Linked DNA regions of Triticum aestivum: region 1 is linked to region 2. The links are chromatin contacts, called in public Hi-C maps. All regions are on one chromosome and are shown on one strand. Each heading gives the region's core, a stretch centred on a gene start, on an enhancer-like site or on the middle of the called end of the contact. The rest is flanking DNA. Distances are from core to core; before and after follow the strand shown. Region 1 has its middle 13 kb from the start of LOC123093071. Region 2 has its middle 60 kb from the start of LOC123093071.

Evidence for each region. Hi-C and Micro-C count contacts between places; a contact is called where the count stands out from the background.
Region 1: a contact with region 2 is called in a Hi-C map of leaf, with 5 times the contacts expected there. The contact joins two enhancer-like sites. A contact is called at or near these places in 2 of 5 Hi-C or Micro-C datasets (both in leaf).

Annotation. Positions count from the first base shown.
Region 1 is chr4B:524,070,270-524,074,467 of IWGSC CS RefSeq v2.1, forward strand. No RefSeq gene overlaps it. Among protein-coding and RNA genes, the nearest start is that of LOC123093071, 13 kb to the right of the region's middle. Within about 2 kb of position 2,577, at least 2 of the 8 cell types and tissues checked have an H3K27ac peak or open chromatin away from gene starts, as enhancers often do. A contact at or near this core is called in leaf, where this site is marked.
Region 2 is chr4B:524,023,917-524,027,824 of IWGSC CS RefSeq v2.1, forward strand. No RefSeq gene overlaps it. Among protein-coding and RNA genes, the nearest start is that of LOC123093071, 60 kb to the right of the region's middle. Within about 2 kb of position 1,950, at least 2 of the 8 cell types and tissues checked have an H3K27ac peak or open chromatin away from gene starts, as enhancers often do. A contact at or near this core is called in leaf, where this site is marked.

The DNA of each region.
Region 1 (4,198 bases), core at 1,327-3,826, 47 kb after region 2:
TGATGCACTTTTTCTTTGCTTCTTTTATTTTGTGTTTTTGTTAGATTTATTTATCCAATCTCATACAATTTAATCTATCTCAATAACCAAGAGGGATTGATAACCCCTCTTACGAATTGTGTTGCAAGTTTTTGTTATGTGTGAAAAGGTACTATTTACATAGTTTGATGGACCCTCCTACTGGATTGATACCTTGGTTTCATAACCGAGGGAAATACTTGTTGTTGTCGTGCTACATCACCCTTTCCTCTTCAAGGGACAAACCAACGCGATATCACAAGTAACAAGGAAGCGGCCGGCCATCCAATGTTATATGCATACAATTCAAACCGCATGTCAATAGATCGGGCGAAATTAATGCAAACCAGCTAATTTTCACATAAACCGGAGCACATTCATTACATTTCGGACATTTTTCACTAAAAAAGCAGTTAGACCTAAACCTATCCTATGGCACCGCCTGTCGTCCACTTTTTGTATTCCGCATCGGCGACCATGCCCTCCATCTGCCGTCTCCATGAGCGGCGGGGTTCATGACCCGTGAAGTGAAGATGCGGTCTCCGGCGAGAAACAATAGAACATAGGAAACAGACCAGCCCACTTGGGACACCATGCCCTGCCGCCTCCCATCCCCTACTCACCCCTGGAGGAGTCCGCGACCTGTCTGTTTCCGGTGCCGATGGACGTGAGTTTGATGATGGACGTGGACGGTCCGTCATTGTCCACCCGCCACATGCACCCCCGAAAGTTGGACGGCGGCGTTCTTGTCCTCGACCACCTGCGCCCACAACGCCGGCGCGTGTGTGACTGCGTCTGGTTTTGCTTCCTATGCGTTGCGAGCGGAGACTTGAGCAAGCCCGGCCTCGTAGAGCACCAACTGCTCGACGACAAAGTTCGCGTTCGTTGTGACCATGGCGGGCCCAGTGTCCTCACTTGCGCGCTCACCGTGATTTGGCCCTTCGCCGACCGGTGCTGCTCGGGGAGTAACAGGTTGTACCGCTGATCCTACAGCGCCTGCAGGAATGCCAACGTAGACGCAACGCAGGCTGCTCCTCCTCTGGGATGGCGGTGTCGAAGTGCATCTGCGCCTACTCCATGGTCAAGTCGGCATGCACAGGTGCAGGGTCCACACGGAGTCATCGTCGGAACCCGTCGCCATCGTAGGGTCGTCGTCGAAGACCTCGGGCGAGCTGGTCGGCATGCCGTGCTCGATCCGCCAGGCACGGCGGGTCTGCCAGTTGGCTGCAAAGGCGTCCACCTCGTGCTTCTGCTCCGAGGACATGCTCTCCCACACAGCGCTAGATCTTGCGGTCATGGCAGATGTGGTGCAGGGGAGAAGGATGTGGAGCGGATGTGTTGTGGTGTGGAGTTAGCCAGGTATGGCAGCCTTTAAATAGCGGATTCTGCTGAAGCCAAGCGTTCGGGTGCGTCAATGCGTGGCACCGGAGTTGGTTCCTCGATCGGCGAGCTTTCTTAATGGCGGTATACAGATGGACGGGCATTGAACGGGGTGGTAGATAACCGTCCCGCCCTATCCAGTAAACGTCTCTTCGGCGCTGAATAGGCGCGGACACCAGGGACGTGACGTTGTCGGTGGCGTTCTCGACTGGCGTGCCGCTTCAATGCTGACGTCTGTGAGAGGTCGTGTCCGCTCTGAGCGGGCGCCAATGCGGAGCGGCCGCTCTACAGCGGCATAAACCCGGGCAGCTGGCGCCTGGCGAGAAAGCATGCGAGCGAGGGAGGAGGGTTTTGGGTGGGCCAGGTTAGTCAGGCGCGGGTGAGGCAGTAGTCCGTACGCCCGCAAAGCTCCCCCGTTTTATTTCCGGTTTGCCGAAAAAGTTGCGTCGAACCACCGAGCGGACCGATTCAGGACAGCGTTGGATGGGATAACACATCCAAACTACGCGGTCCAAACGATTGCGGACAGTTTAAGCGTATGCGTCGGAGATACCCTAACAATAGGCAATAGCATCGTTTCATGATTTTTAGTATTTTTTGGTTTGTTTAGGGCATATCTAAATGTGTTGTAGCTACTGCATATCTAACTGACTAAATCAAATTAGAAAGAAAAAAAAATACTCGCACGAATCTTAGCCTAAAATCAGTGACATAAGATTTAGATGTGCAATACCTAGAGCATATCTAGATTTGTTTTAGCAAAACTGTTACTCCTTCCGTCTCTAACCCTTGAATATAAGAGTCTCTAACCCTTAAATATAAGAGTGTTTTTGACCGTGGACGGATGGAGTATTTTATTCATCGGATGTAGATCAGCCTGAACTCGGAATTGAATATTCACGTTCCATGTCAATTTACCATGTGCTCCGCCGTGCCCGTGCTGCCAAGTGCCAAGGCAAGGTCGGTCCCGAGCGGCGGTAGAGAGGGGGACCTCGATCGTACTCCTACGTGCGTCGTCTCGGTGCGGGCCATCTCCTGCACTCAGATCCGGCGGATCGCGAATTCCGAACTGCCCATCCGTCCCAGGACAAGGAGAATCGATGGGATAAGGATGGCTACGGCGCCCAATTATAAGTGGACTGGGAGATGGACACACACAGTGTGTGTTGGCTAGTGGACGATGGCAGCACGTTGCCATTTGTGCGACTAGCGCTGTACCACACGTTTCCTCCCTCGCCGATCGATGGTGCTACACCGGCTTTTCGCTCGACAAGAGACTCGACATACCGATATGGTTTCTACTTTCCTCTAAATCTTTTCGAAAAAAATTACTTTCCTCTAGATGCAAAAATGGAAGGAAAAAAAAACCCTCCAGACAGTTTATATCGCCTGTAAAATCGAATTGTAATTGACGTGTTCGATGACGAAATCCGAGGCAAACCGGTGACGTCGGTTGATCCCAGCACAGCAATGCCATGCAAGTACTCCAGGATCGTAATAATCCGGACGCACTGGACGGAACGGATCGTGCATGCAACACGCTACACGGCCGGGCTGCTTTTTAGCATCCTTTTCGCGCTGGAGCTCTGTGGTTGGTGGGTGGGCGAAGGGAAAGGATGCCTGGTGAGTCAGAGTGACAATGCTTTGGCACACGTGGTCCAATGCTAACTGGAGGCACACTGCTTCTTTGCTTGCAACTCGTAGGTGCCAAAAAAGTCAGCAGCAAGCAAGGCAACCAAAGGAGAGATAAGCCAAGAGGAGGCCCTAGCCCTCCTTTTTGCACTGCATCCCAATCCCATCGCATGTATGTATATCAAGGATGTTGATTGGAGCTGAACCTCATGATGGCCAGAGGACAAACCTCGAACTCACAAATCAAACACCATATCTTGATGGAGAAAAGGGAAAATCGGCTCGATGGGGATGGAAATGCTGAGAGATTGGGATGGGAGGTCCATGGAAATACTTGAGTCAACTTGGTGGGTTCAGGGTTGACAACTAACCTGATCTCTATGTTTAGTGGGAAACCTTGCACTTTCATTACCCCAGGTTTGATTCTATTTCCCTGCAACCTGTTGGCCTCTAGTGTTCACTGGATGAGAGACTTCAACCATGCATTATCCTATGCATAGATACATGTGCTTTTTTTTTAGTTATAATGATTTACAAATGAACAAGAGAAAGTTAAAAGTATGCCTTCAAACTTCTACATCTAACCGACAAGTGCTAGGAGCTCTGGTAATGCATCAAGAAGAAGATAATTGATCCAATTTATAACGGATCAAAAACCATGACTGCCCCTTTTATGAGGAAAACAAGGCCCAAAACCCACACAAGCAAGGAGACCTCGTTGGCCACACGACCCTAGAGCACGATGGCAACCAACACATACTGTCAGCTACGGAGCCGCCACTTGGAGATCCCCCGCTCGATCGCAACGCTGCATGGCTCGGGGGCCTTGTAGCCCTTGCTACACGAGATGACCGCCCCCACAGGCCACGAACGTTGCAAAAATGCGGGACCGCCGCCGACAAACTCGCTATCCACGCAACACCAGCACCAGGTCGCCAGCACCCAGAACAGTTAACATGCATGTATGCAATCGAATCATTGACAGTGGTGCAATTTCAACTATTATTATGCACGGTACATACGCACCTCTTTTTTTGCGGGTCACGGTACATACACATCGGAAAAATGGGTGATCAGGTTCATGTGTGGAGGACACTAAATCAATCAATCAATCAATCAATCAAGAGTAGTTGGCAAATAATTCCATGCTAATGCAGAATACATACAA
Region 2 (3,908 bases), core at 700-3,199:
ACATATACTGATTTGGTGATGCTAAGCCGATGACGATGGAGAAGACGCTGCGTGATGTCGCCTGACTTTGACGGAAGACGATTCTTGATGAATGACGTGAGCAGTCGCGTGTAGTGCTTTTCGAAAACCTAATTCGCCCATTCCTGATGCAGGACCACAAGGACGAGAGCTTCCAGAGACATGTCCTCCTGCTCGCCGATGGACGCCGACGTTGGGATGGAGTAGACTATGTTGACGACGCAAAAAGGGAGACGACATTTTCATTGTGTCTTTGATGGTGGCCGGTAAGTCATATATATAGGAGAGCCAACGCGGTCTCGTGTCACAATCACAATCCAAACCGATTACGTTTCCAACTTGTAAACGTACTACTTAAGAAAACAATACTATTGTTTGCCAGGAAACCAAAAATAAAACGACAAAAGGAACTACGCTTCAACCAGATTTCGACGGATCATCCACGCGTGTGTCGCATGTCGCACGCCCGCGCCATTTGTCTCTTCCCATTTCCGCCCGCGAGGCTAGCGTGCGTGGTGTTCACTTTTCTCCTCATGCCCATCATTTAGTGGAGTGGAGAGATTCACTCTCAGGATGAGACTAAAGATTGCACCACCATTTACCACTTATTTATGGGCGTACTATAAGATTTATTTGGATTTATTTATTGGGCCAAGCCCAAATATTCCAAGTCGCGTGCTGTGTGTGCCCGGGAAGAGTCTATGATGCATAGATTTTGGGGTTGCCAACATTCAGTCTTGTTCTAGGAGCAGTTGAGGGCACATGCGGGTATGACACTAGAGGAGCCACCACGACACATTTAGACTCAGCGAGCCCTAGCCTCTTGGTTACTTGACTAGTTTGCTCGGGCGACAGGCGACGAGAAGGAGTTGAAGCTCCAAGCGGCATATAGCCTCTGGCTGGCAAGAAACGAGGCAAGAAATGGGAGGAAAATAGCACAACCATATGAAATTAGGTACAATGTAAGTGCAAGTTGCAGAATGGAGAGCGTCTCATGAGACGAGGGTGCCACAACCGGAGCCAAAGACTATCCAGCGATGGGAACCCCCTACTGCTGGATGGGTAAAGATCAACTCCGATGGTGCGGTGTCCAGGCACGGGGAGAAAGGAGGAGGTGGGGCGGTCCTTCGTGATCACCAAGCGGCGTTCCGAGTCGGGTTGTGCCACTTCTTCCCAAATACTGCTGATCTTGAGATGGTGGAAGTGTTGGCGTGCAGAAGAGCTGTTCGAATGGCGAATGATCTAAATTTACGATGGGTGCATGTTGAGCTGGATTGCCTGGCCCTTGTCCGGATGCTCAACAATCCAGAGAGGAACTTGTCTGCGGTAGGTCCTTGGGTGGAGGAGACAAAGGCGTTGCTTCGTTTTATGGAGGAGGCCAACGTGTTATGGGTTCGTCGTTCTGGGAATGTAGCCGCTCATAAGCTAGCGAAAGTAGGGGTAGGGGAGAACCGTTCGGAGATCTGGGTGGGTTCGCCACTAGACTTTATTTTAGATGTAGTTTCAGATGAGATTCCTAGCTTTGGTTAAATAAAGCGGCATGATTTCCCCTCAAAAAAAAAAGGTCGCGTGCTAGTTAAGTTGATTTTCTTTTTATAAAGTCTCGATGATATTTTTTTCAAACACGAGTAAAGATAGGGCCGAGGAGACAAATAGGATCAAGGTCAAAATCAGGTCGAGCGTGAGCTACAGGACGCTGAACCAAAGGATATTTCCCGTGCATGAAACCGTGCTAAGCCATACTATGCGAAGCTATCAAGCAGGTCTCCAACTTCCAACATGTAGTGCAAGATCCATTGTACGCTGACAAAAGCCATCGCCGCACTGAACGTTGACGCTAACGGATGACAAGAGCTTCTTCTGGATGGTGTGTCCCGGTCGGAGCCCACGTGAAGCCCAGGGGGCGCGTCGCCGTCGATGAACGGGAGCTCGTCGCTAGAAATCGAGGTGGTAGTCGCTAGCAAGCCCCGGTCCAGTGGGCGGTCGATCGTCCAGGCTGTGATCCCTCTCGATCGCCGGCCGTGGCACGTCGATGACGATGTGGCCGTCTCCGGCTTGCTGTCTTGCTGACGCTCCCTTTCCGGGCTGAGCTACCTTCCAAAACCCCAACGAGAAGACGCTCACCTTCCACACAACAGCACCAACAAAACCGACAAGAATGCAAATGCAGAGTGCAGACATTGGCCGGGTTGCGCAAGTGGGAAAAAGAATAAAATTCTACAGAATCTACATCCTCTTTCCATAGCAGAAAAAACATTTTTTGCCTTTTTAATCAAATATTTCATATAGTTTTTTTCTCTTGTCTCAGTTTTTCTTTGTTTCGATTTTCGAAGCTTGAGCATGACAGAGGGAATCTCAATGTACTGAAATAAATAAATACTAACCCTCAAAAAAAGAAAGAAAGAAATACTCTTAAATCAAAACACAACTTACAAGGGCGAATCAACACGTACACATAACTTGGAAGAATACAAATGCTTCAGTCATTCTCACGGCCGATCGGGATCTTACCCGTTACGGATGATTGGACGGAGAACATATACACTGCAAGCTTTTGGAGGATTTACACACCTGCAACCACACGGCGTGCCGACCGAATAAGTTGACGGGAAAGAAAGAAAAGAAAGATCCCATGGAGATATAGAGATCCCTCCCGGCGCCAACATGCGCAATGCATGCTCGCTGTTCCACATACACACCATATATACTCGGGCCCCACAAACTTTTTATCTACATTTCTACTGAAAGCTACACATAGTTTGATCGTTGGGAATATTGCAAATGGGTGAAACATATCATTTTCAGCAGAAAGAAGGAAAAAGAAGGAATGAATGAAAAACCAATCAGGGGATAACAATGCATATATGCATGAGGACATATGGATAGCTAAAGATCTCATGACAGAGTAGATCTGTGTTCATAGATACGGAGAGATGGACTTACCAGCATCGTTCTCCTCCAAATGTTCGAACAGGATGGTGTGGACACTTTTAGGGCATGTACAATGCATAGCCTCAAGGTGATGCCTCACATGCCATGTATAATCGGATATGACGTAAAGTAGGTTTGGATAGGGAAGCGGGATCCTCTCCAGGAGACGGGTGCTTGAAGAGAAAAAGTGTGGTCCGGTGACAAAAGCTGAAAAGGTTGAACTGAAAAGTAGAGATGCATGTGTACTAAAGTCTTTATTTTCTGTTTCTTAATGAGGCCCACTAGTGGTAGCTTGCATTGGGGAGAAAAAAATAAATGCAAATGCCTCAAATTACTTTTGTCATGGAGCATATTACTAAACAGTATAATGGGGCTAGTTACGAGCCTCCACAGCGATTTGAGATCCTAAACCGTTCGATTCAGCGTATAAACGAATCAGATCATTCCAACCTCACCCTGTTTTCCTTTGCGCCTTGTTCGCTCGCTAAAGCCGGCCGAAGTCGAACCAACGTCAAAAGGGCCGCTGCTCCGCAGACTTATTTTGGTGCCTTCTGATGCTCCGGGCTGCAGTTCACAGCGATTAGAGATCCTAAACCGTTCGATTCAGCGTATAAACGAATCAGATCATTCCAACCTCACCCTGTTTTCTTTTGCGCCTCGTTTGCTCGCTAAAGCCGGCCGAAGTCGAACCAACGTCAAAAGGGCCGCTGCTCTGCAGACTTATTTTGGTGCCTTCTGATGCTCCGGGCTGCAGTCCACAGCGATTTGAGATCCTAAACCGTTCGATTCAGCGTATAAACGAATCAGATCATTCCAACCTCACCCTGTTTTCCTTTGCGCCTCGTTCGCTCGCTAAAGCCGGCCGAAGTCGAACCAACGTCAAAAGGGCCGCTGCTCCGCAGACTTATTTTGGTGCCTTCTGATGCTCCGGGCTGCAGTCCACAGCGATTTGAGATCCT